Linked DNA regions of Arachis hypogaea: region 1 is linked to region 2. The links are chromatin contacts, called in public Hi-C maps. All regions are on one chromosome and are shown on one strand. Each heading gives the region's core, a stretch centred on a gene start, on an enhancer-like site or on the middle of the called end of the contact. The rest is flanking DNA. Distances are from core to core; before and after follow the strand shown. Region 1 holds the start of LOC112796452 (protein LATERAL BRANCHING OXIDOREDUCTASE 1). Region 2 has its middle 12 kb from the start of LOC112796451.

Region 1 (5,595 bases), core at 359-2,858, 89 kb after region 2:
TTTAATCGTTGATCTTAATCATAAAATGAGTGATGTTAAAAAACTAAATTTTTTTTAACTAATATCAACTAATTTTTTTAAATTATTTATTTATCTAAAATTTTAAATTCTAAATTATATATAAATCTTAAATCTTAAAATTATAAATCTAAATACTAAAATTAACTAATTAATATTAACTATAGTTATATAGCTGAGATCAATAGCTAAAAATAGTAAAAATTTTTAGTTTTTAATATACGTAAAATATATTTTATATATTATTTATCTTCGTTCTTATCTCATATATCGAATGAATACTATTTTATTATTAGATAAAGTGGGAGTGATTTATAATAAACTAAATATAAATTAACACAATATCTTACACTATAAATATAGATTTATACACAAAATATATTTTTAAAAAGATAATGGAATAAAAGGGTAAGATTAAGAGACAATTATTAATTAAAGATTTTTTTTTGGTTCAAACACACACCCCCATTCACACAAACAAATTTCACTACAATTTAGCTATTGCTGGGTATGGAATCCTGTGTAGGACTTTAAGAAACAACTAAAACTGCCACTCATGCACATGTCTTAGCCACTAATTTAGGGTCGTTACCTGAACTTTTCTGGCTTCTTAGGCCACAGATTTGGATTCCTAGCATGTTGAGGTTCAATTGCAAGAGCCAACATATTGCACCAATCCAACTTTTGGTCCTCTGAAAAAACAAAAGCCTGTCCATACCCTTGGATTGTTCCAGGTAGCATTGGATATTTTTGTTTCTCTTCCAAAGGTAGCATAAAAAACTCGTTGCTCATCTTCTCTATGCTCTCCATCAGATTGAGGTCAACACCATGATTGACCACCTAAAAATAATCACCATACTCAACTTTAATTTTCATAAACACTAATAATAATAAGAGTTTAATTTTGATAAAAAAAAATTACGATTACCAAGTTAAATTTATACATTTAGATGAATGTTTAAATAGAGATTGTAAAAATTAGTTATTTTTACTGATATAATAAATACAAAATTAATTATTTGTATAAAATTTCTTTACACCAAGTTAGTGCATAAAAATTAAATTTCAATAACAATAATATCCTCAAAATATTATAACTGGAAAAGTTAGACAGCAAAAAAAAATAACAAGTATATGTTTTAATTTAGTGTGTGTATTCAAAATTTCAAATTAAATTTCAGTAGATTGTTACCTGAAAAAATCCCCAGTTCTGACAAGCAGTTGCAAGGTTCAGAAGCTCATGAAGGAAGAGTTCATGTGTGTTATGTTTACTAAGATTGGAGAAATCAATGATAGGCATGTGATGATTATTATGTGTTGGAGTAGTAATGATGGGAGCTTTATTAGGAGTTAACGTAGCTATTGTTGGTCTTTCTGTAATGTCTCTCACAAACCTTTGGGGAATAGTGTCTGGCTTAGTCTTACTAAGTTCTATGACATCATCAATGTGTCCAACGTTGATGGGAGAAATAATATGCACTGGAGCCATTGAAATACAATTTTTGGAGCAGTATTTTTCTTATAAATTAAACAAACACTTATTACTGTTATTGCTCTTATCATGACCCTACCCTCGAAACCAACTCTCTATTTATAGTGGAATTTTTAGGACTCCTCACGTGTTAAAAAAGTTGCTCTATATTTATGTGGAGACTTTAGACTTGTTACTTTCGTTTTTAGTTTTTTTTTAAACATACAAATCTACTCTCATATTTATTTTTTGAACATATAAATCTGTCTCTTCAATTTATATTTTAGTATTAAAATTTTTTTAAGTGTGCTAATCGGATCTTCTGATTTATTTTTATAGTGAAATAAAAAATTTCTTTCAACACAAATTAAATCCTCTGATTTATGCACCATGAAATATGATAGTTAGATTTTTCTATAAATTTTATTATTCTTTAAATTTGAGGTCTGATTCGTTAATTAAAATTAAAAATTAAATAAAAATTTATATTAGAAAAAAACACACTAACTAACCATTATACTAGATTACATACAATTTTTTTTTTCATTTCTAAAAGGAAAAGTATAGAGAACCAAATGTCTGACCAACCAAAAAGTGAACAATTTAATTAATTATAATTATTAATAATTATTTTTAAATTTTTTAAATTTAAAATTAAAAAATTTAAAATTGATTAAGTAAACATAATTAAAGCCTATAAAAATCTTTCTCTTCTCTCCCATATTAACCTATCCACTTCAGACAGAGAGAGCCGAAATGAAGAGAAGGATTCTCAAGATGCTGAACCATCCTTTCCTCCCTACCCTCTAGGCCGAGTTCGAAGCCTCGCACTTCTCTTGCATCGTCATGGAGTTTTGCTCCGGTGGAGACTAGCACTCCCTCCGCCACAAGTTCCCTCACAATCGTTTTCTCTTAACTTCTGATTTCAGTCTTTCTCTCTACTCAGATGCTATCCCAGCCGTTCAATTCTCTGATTGCTTCTCTAACTGGGTGTTCCGATAACGTAAAGTCCAAACTGTTCAACTAGACCAGCTCTTCGTGGCCGAATCGGTCAAATCGCAATTCTATCACATCCAATCTCCCTTCGAATCAGTCAAATCGCGATTCCATCACATCCAGTCGGTCTCTGCCTTGCACTTGGTTCAACTTCAGAAATTGTTTAAGGAATGAGTGGTAGAGTACGAGTTGTTCTTGAATAATTACAGAAATATAAAAAATATCCATTTAATATGAAAAAAAAAACATCCTAATGCTTAACAAAAGAAATATCCAGTTATATTTTATATTTATAGAATTAAAAAAAATTATAAAATTCTTAAAGAAATAGAGATATTCACATTTGCAATAAAAAAACTTGAAAAATATATAAAAGAACATCTATTTAGTATGAAAAAGAAACATTCTAATACTTAACAGAAGAAACATCGATGTATATTAACTTATTTTTATTAAGATGAATTTCGAAGTCCAACCCATTAAAAAGTTTGGCAGGTTTTTGACTGAACCCCTTTTAGTTTCCTAGCAAAACTCTTTCTAAAATAATTAACCCACACACTCATCTTTATTATTAATTTATTCTAATTTTTTTAAAATTTAATTTTAATACTATCAGATTAAATAATTTTATACTTATATTTAATTATGTAGTGTCATATAAATAAAATAACTGTTTTTTACTTTGACAACGGAAATAATTGTAAAAAATAGATGTGATTAAAAAATCATAAAATATTTTAAATTTTAGGTGCATCAAATTTATTTATTTATTTATTTATTTATTTTTTAGAATAATATATATGTGCATGCATTTTTTTTATTAGAGACAATTTTGTTTGAATATTTTATTTAAGATCTCATATATGGAAAATGGGTAATTATTCTCTCTGTGAACACTAATTTTTGTGTATCATTCATATCTCTATTATTAGTACTAGTAGATTAATTAATTTATTAATTATTAGATATGTATGTCAACAGGCATATCTTGATATATTCATGAAATGTGCATATTTATTGTTTACTATTTATATATGTCAAAATAACATTGACTAACTCAGATGTGTTTGAGCAACCAAAAAAACACATGTGTTTGAAAATATATATATCTTTAATAGGTGATCATTGAGTACAAAATATATAATTTTCTGATCAACCTTCACTACTAAGCTTTGATTTAAGGATGGATGCATCTGAGATTAACATGGCGAAAAGTTTGGGGGAAGCAGTAGTAAGTAAGTTTCAAATCATAATTCATCCTAGTGTGTCTTTTTTTTTTTTTTTGAAAAAATAAGTATCATTTGAAATTTAAAATGAGTATTAATGGGATTTTTTATATAAAGGTTAAAAAAAATGAGTTTAAATGTTAAAATAAATATCAATAAGAAACACAATTATATTGATATTTAAGAAAAAAAATTTTCTCTTTTGTGAGTATATATGTTGTGACTTGTGACACCAATATATATAAATAAATAATTTGCCAATCAGGCCAGGACCCCTAATTAATGCATTTGGAGGATATTGGAAGACTAAAGTTTCACCATGTCTTTTCATTGGTTATGTATGATACCATAATATGTAGAATTAATTAATTTATCGAATTTTTAATTAAATTTTTAAATTGTCTTAATTAAATTTTTATATTATAATTTTTTTAATTTAATTTTTACTGTAAAAATATATTTAAAATAATAGAATATTCTATTAAAAAAATAAATATGCTTACTATTAGAGTATAAAACCTAACTAATCACATCTTTATATTTCGAAATTCCAAAAAAAATCTGGTTATTTTTACTCACAAACTTACCCCAACTCTTTCGTTGAGCTTCACCGTCAGATCTACTGCACGCTCTTTCTGCTCGTCCGTTATCACTGTGTCCAACGCTTGATATGCTCCACTGCTCACACATCATGCCTCTCTTCCTGCTCTTTCTGCTCGTCCGCTATCACTGTGTCCAACGCTTTGATATGCTCCACTGCTCACACATCATGTCTCTCTTTCTGCAGCTGTGCTTCTTGGTGAGTACTCACATCGCCATCTCGTCTTCCTCTCTTGCCTTTCTTTCACAAGTGTTGCTGTTTGTATTGCACTACTCGATTCCAAATAAAGATGTGGCCTCGGTCCGTTCTGTTTTTAAATAAAAATGACTTTTTCTTTCTCGCGACGAGACTTCATCTTCTTCTTGACAAGCCGGAAAAATGAAAAAATCACTGAAATATTGTTGCAGTGGCAACGGACACGGTTTATGAAAAAATAAATCTGAACCACAACTTTTTAATGACATTAATTACATTTTCATCAGCGTAAGAAAATTGTTTGGTAAACATATCATGTTAAAAAGAAATGATAAAATAATATAAATAACTCTTCATCTGTTCAGATAGCATGTTGATGATAAAAATAAACATTCGTAATATGTTACCAAAATTCAAATAGCATGTTAGTTTGACACTGATATATCTCTATTTACAAACAAAGATAAGGAAAAAATAGTTATTATTACAAAACACTTTCTCTTAATACTAGAAATAATTTATTATAGTTATCTACAATTAATTTTATCTAATGAACCAATCTACAGTTAAAAAAAAGAGTACACACAGAAAAGAGTACGCAAGAGTAACTACTTGATCCTTTTATTTCGAAAGCTTACACACCTCATTCTCATTCTTTTTACTATCCTACATGAATCTTGCAACACAAAAGCTGACTCTCATAAATTATATATTTTAGAAAGAATGATGTTGAAAATTGATTAAGAATTATGAAAAATATGTGATATCATCAAATGGTAGCTATGAACAAGGGACTGTGAAAGATGATGAGTCATGTTCTAATGTTTGGAAAATGCTTGATGATGATGAGGTTATAGGAGATAAAATTGACCATGGAATTGTGACGGAAGAAGAGTTGAGTGGGGATGAAACTGTGATGGAAGAAGAGTTGAGTGGGAAAAGTAACGGAGAGCAACCAATGATGGGTGAGAGACATGGATAGATAAGTAAATTTATAATTTATTAACGTTTTTTAGATTTTTAACATTTAAAAAAAGGATTAAATTAAAAAATTATATAATACAAAAATTTAATTAAAAAATATAAAA
Region 2 (5,812 bases), core at 3,173-5,672:
GATGATGTAAGTTTCAATTATGATTTGTTCTGATGGCAGTTGCTCCTCTCGTTAAGAAATGAAATAACTGGGGTGAGTAGTGTGATACTTGTGGAGGCTTGATTTTTGGGTATGGTTTAATAGATCTTTAATGAGATGTCATTGAACTTGTTATTTATCGATATAAGAGTGCTTTTATTTGGTGTATTTCAAATTAACAATGCATGATTTAGGATCAACAATTTTAGTTTCATAGTTTGGTTCTTCATGGTTAAAGTGACATAAAACATCAATAGTTAAGTGTTTATTAACTTTAGTTCTATCTTGGCGATGCATTTGCAGGGAACTAATAGCACAGAATGATTTTTTGGACTTTATTTCCTAATTTTAAAAATGTTTTAAGCTAGTATCTTAATTTTTCCTTGAATATGTTTTTTTTTGTTAATGCATAAAAAGAGAAAGGTCAATTTTTATTTTAATAAAACTTGTGGGTTGATTTTCCATGTTTCCAAATATTGGGAGCATACTGTTGCCATATGATTTAGGTGATTTTCTTTTTTTGTAATGATGTAGATTTTATTCTATATTAGATGAACTAATTGATGGTTCAAATAGCATTCCCCTTAATAATGATTTGTTACCGATTCTGAAGAATTATGGCTTCTTTTGTTTTGGTGTCCATGTCCACTAGATATAGACATGATAGCACATTAGCACATGTCGGTTGTTTGTTGAAGCATATAATTTTTGAGACACACATACACAAGTAAATTACTATTTTTGTTCACGTTGAATACACTGATATACCTATCCATAAAAAAAGGAAATTACCATTTGTACCCATGAAACATGAATTTTTGCTAACAAAACTATCCAAATCCAAAAAAAAAATTGAAATTTCCAAATTACCTTCTAATATAACCCATCTCTATGAAATGGTAAGATAATTTGGGGATTTCATGGATACAAATGGTAATTTTCTTTTTCCATGAATAGATATGTCAACGTTTTTAACTTTCGTAGGTAGAAATGGTAGTTTACTCAATACACAAAATACATGTATTTTGTGGTATTCCAAAATGTTGAGATATGAAAATTAGACATGAGATGCAGATTTTAGTTACAGTTATGTCTTTAAATATTTTTAAAATTCCACTTCTACCCTCCCTTTCACCAACACACCGCCTCTGTTGCTCATACCATTTTCCTTCTCATTCCTCCCTGATGCTTCTCCTCCCCCTACCTCAGGCTCCTTCACCTCCCCCCTCCCTCTCCCCTTCCTTCTCCCACTGCATCTGCTTTTGCCATGCTGCCGCTTCCTCCACCTTTCTAGCTTTATGTTGATCAGGAAGGTACATAATGAATTTCTGTTGGCTGTTCGCTATTGGCAATAGTTGGTTGTGGTTGTTAGCTATTCGCCAAATCGCCATGGCTGCTACTACCACATCTATTGTCACTACCACCATCTTTACTACAGTATTATTGTTTTAACTTCTAACATTTTAGGTGGGAATCTTGTTAGACAATGTTAAATACTACTCCCATAATCATTTTTAGTTTATGTGCGCATATAGATTAAGAAAATGATTGAAAAATATTTAAGTTAAAAAAAATTACAAATTGTATTTAGCATTGATAGTAGTATTATTAGAAGAGTATTAAATAGGACTGAAAAAATAGGTTATATAATCAATCAGGGTATAATTGGTCAAATTTAACATATTCAAATTTATTGTTTTTATTTTTTTATTTTTTTAAAATTTTCAAAACAGAAAAATTGAAAATGGAAATAGAAACCAAAGAGATGCTAAAATTTAGAAATTGGCATTTAATTTATACTAGATTAGTTTACAGACCACATCTAAATGAACACAGATATTTAGAGGTATATACCTCCCGAAAAAACCTTAAGAATATCATGGGCGTCTAATCATAGATTCTCAATGTTGGCTCCATTTCCATTAGTGTCTCGCTATGGTCTCAATGTTGGCTCCATTTGTGGACAAATCAATGCCCCATGAGATGTGTTCTAGAAAAATATAAGTGCGTCAAGGGAGTTCCTCTTGAACCGATGAAAAGAATCAACTTTGATCTCATATTTTTCACCAAATAATTTGAAGTTGCATGGAAGTTAATACCAAAAAAAAAATATATTAGGGAAGTTAATCAATTTGGGTTGTCGAGTAGTTAGCTTACTCATCCGTTTAAGCAAGTTTCGGGGCTTCAAATTATGTTTTGTATATGCAGTAATTCTTTGGCTAATGGTAGATCCTTAAATGAAGTTTAAATTTGCAGTAAATTAATTTTTAATTTGTCAGGTTAAAAAATATCGTAAAAAACAAAAAAAAAATCTTAGGGAAGTTGGAGGGGACACAGTACGCATAGTGGTGGGAAAGAGATAAAAATGACCCACTTGTAGTACTGATGCCAAGGGAGGAGACACTAGAAAGTGCTACAAATGGAACTTGAACAAATTCACCAAACCTAATATTGGTGTCAATTACCAGTGAATGAAGCAATATAAACGGTTTGCATTATTCCCCTTGACACTGGCCTGACCCAAGAAAGCACTAGTAGCGAGTTCCTTGATGAACTTGGATATTCCTCCTATAGCTTAAGCACTTCATCTCCCCCAACGGTTGTACATGCTCTAAAATCTGCAAATTATTCAATCATTGTTTCAATGCTTCCTAATGCGACGTTCAAATAATTTACTCAGGGTTGGTCAATGGGACCCCTCCACTAGTAGTTGTAGAACTCACCTTTCTCAAACTCAATGACACACATATTGCTCAAAATGGCGAATATAACATCATGCTATTTGCACGTTCGAAAATCTAAGAATTGAAAAAGGACCAAGAAAAACACATACACACTTGTGTAGCACTCAGTTATTCTGTAGTGGGTTATCATTTTATGCAATCATTATTATGGCTACTAGTATTGTCATTTTGAACATAGAAAAGTGAGTATCAATTACACAACTAAAGCTTGGTTTGGTAAAACTTTTGGAAGAGATGTTTATGTTTTTTAAAAACTCAAGTTTCTCATTTTGTGTTTAGTAAATCAAAAAGACCATGTACTTGTACTTACAACTTTTAAAAGATAGGAATACTTTTAAAAGTACCTAAGATAGAGTTTTTTAAATTTGTCTTGTGCTTTTTAAAATTTAAAAATCTAATATAATCTCGTATGTTAACTAATTTTTAAGTTTAATACTTGCATTTATGTCTATCATAGTATTTTTAAATTTTAAAAATTATTTTACCAAATGTAATTATTGTTTGTGTTTATTAAAAACTATTTTTAATTTGATTTAACAAACATAAATGCTATCATTTTTAAAAAACTCTTTTAAAAATTAATTTTTATAAATTATTTTTAAAAAATAAAAATTTTATCAAACTAAACCTAAGAAAACTTAAAGGTGAAAATAAATGGCTTATATATTTAAATATCAAAGTTGGGCCTCATTTACCAAAAACTGAGTACTAGAGCGGGTGGGTGTTATTATTTATTAAAGTTACGGTATAGGGTTTAGAGTTTATTGGTACCATGATATCAACGTCGAACAAGCATTTATCATTAATTAGCTACACAACTTCCCTGCTATTATAGTCAAGTTCCTCAGGTGTATTCATCATATTCAAGTCAATTGTGAATTATAACTTAAGGGGCTAAAAAATTAGATCTAGGTGTTGGATTCCACGTTTCGTAAGACTGAGAAAGGAAGTTGGGCATGATCCACTATGGTAGCTGAGAATGGAAAATTTGGTTTCGAGAATAAACTCCCAAGGTTCCTTGGTTATTTGTCCCGTCACGTTTAGAGAATGACAAACTAAATTGCTAAATGTAATTACTGTGCATGTTAATATATACGTGTTAAAAGATATAATTATTTATGTATTTTTAAGAATTATTTTAAATTTTTAAAATAAGTAGTTTAATGAAAATGCACTAAAAAATCCCAATGTTTCAAACAAATTTTGGATTAACTCTCCTACAAACCAAGAGAGGACGAAATTCCTTCCAAATTAATTATTTGGTTTTCATATATATTAGTTTCCTTCACATTTGATAAACAAGTTAGGTACAACATATTTGTTTGCAAATAAGTAATTTTTTTTATATTATTAACCAATAAACTAATATATATAAGATAAGATTTAAACCGATACTTGTTTAACAGTTCGGATGAGTTAATTATACCTCTAATTTAAGTTTTTTTTCTTTCTTAATTTTAAATTGTAGAAGTCTGGAAGCAAAATTTTGGTTTCCCAGCATGGACCCACAGAGCTATACCCCCACATCCTTGTCTGATAGTGGGGCAGTTAGTCAATGTGTCATATTCCAACAACACTAAAGGCTGTATCTTTTGTTTATTTTTAATTTTTTATTCTTTCCACTGATGAGCATGAGCTCATTGGATTTGATTGTTGCACCTTTTTACTACATTCATCATTCATGCATCAGACCCTATAATGCACAGAGACTAACATGGACATGGAACTTATATCAACCTACCAATTTTAATTTTTTTTTTTGGTGACTTACCAATTTTAAATTTTGATAAGACATAAAAATATATTATAAAATATAAATTATTTTTTGAATAATTTATAATATAAATTAATTTTTAATTATTTTTAATGATATAAAAATTTTAAAATATTTTTTGATAAATAATAACATATATTATTTTTAAATTTATTTTAAAAATATATATTAAAAATAAAATTAAATACATTGACAAATAATAATATTTAAATATATTTAATTTTTTTTATTAAAACATAATTAGACATAGAAAATATGTATGTTGAACAAATATCATATCTAATATATATTCGACATATAAACACGACAATTTTACAAAAGTGTGCAAACTTTATAGATCAAATCAAACCTCTCATCTACAATAATGCACACACTATATATAAGTTTATAACCTCCTTTCGTTGTGCTTCTTTGTCATCTTGAATTACTTGATCGACTACAATGTTGTATCACCAATTAAAGGAATCATTCCGATTTCGAATAAATGTCTAATTTCTGAAATTTTATTCTTTTACAAATAGGTATTTACTTAACAAATTAATGTAATATTACTATTTTTCTTTTTAGTAAGACTCCTATTTTTCAAAGATAATTTTATAATCTTTATAACTCTAATATCTTTTAAAAAAAAATTTCTCAAGTCCAAATGAAAAGTCACAAGTTGGTACTAATCTAAAAAACAGAAAGAGTATATTTTTTTTGCATACAATAGTGAGCATGATCATCTACAAGTTTTTTCTTTAATTATTATCTTTTGGTCCCAAATAATTATATATTCAGACAAAATAGTACAAAACTAAATATTATCTTTTTAACATAGTAGTTTATTTAAATAAATAATTATTTAGGACTGAAAGGGAGTGATTGTGAATTGGCAGCACCAAATCAACAAACCAAAACACTCATAAATGAGATATGTGGGACTGACGAGTGATGAGTGATGACAAAGGAAAAGCTCTCCCCTCTTCGTCTTAGTATTTGGACCTATAGGACAAGCCAACCAATGATTTTGTCCACTTTTTGTTTGTTAATTTTTTTTAAGAAAAAATATAAAATGTTTGTGTGGAAGTGTTCCACAGTCCACATGATTTGCCTTATTTCTTCCTCCTCTTTAAGTAGAGAATTGGTGTAGCTGGCAAGGATCATGATGCATGCTTAATTATTTTTTTTATATATTATTAATTTTATAATTAAAATATGTCACATATTATTTTTTTATTATAATTAAAATAAATTTTTTTCAAAACTAGAAACTTTTTTTTCACTCTTTCTCTTC

The links. A called contact is a pair of places that touch in the nucleus more often than the background predicts.
Region 1: a Hi-C map of an unstated tissue shows a contact between it and region 2, with 2.6 times the contacts expected there. The contact joins the promoter of LOC112796452 here to the enhancer-like site in region 2. A contact is called at or near these places in 2 of 8 Hi-C or Micro-C datasets (leaf and an unstated tissue).

Annotation. Positions count from the first base shown.
Region 1 is chr4:19,837,735-19,843,329 of arahy.Tifrunner.gnm2.J5K5, forward strand. LOC112796452 (protein LATERAL BRANCHING OXIDOREDUCTASE 1) reads right to left here and starts at 1,609. Exons shown (of 4, transcript XM_025838910.3): 1 at 1,211-1,609; 2 at 611-858. The coding sequence starts at 1,507. It overlaps LOC140184411 (a long non-coding RNA gene), which reads right to left and starts at 5,474. Exons shown (of 2, transcript XR_011881015.1): 1 at 4,299-5,474; 2 at 2,070-2,635.
Region 2 is chr4:19,746,084-19,751,895 of arahy.Tifrunner.gnm2.J5K5, forward strand. No RefSeq gene overlaps it. Among protein-coding and RNA genes, the nearest start is that of LOC112796451, 12 kb to the left of the region's middle. Within about 2 kb of position 4,423, at least 2 of the 3 cell types and tissues checked have open chromatin away from gene starts, as enhancers often do.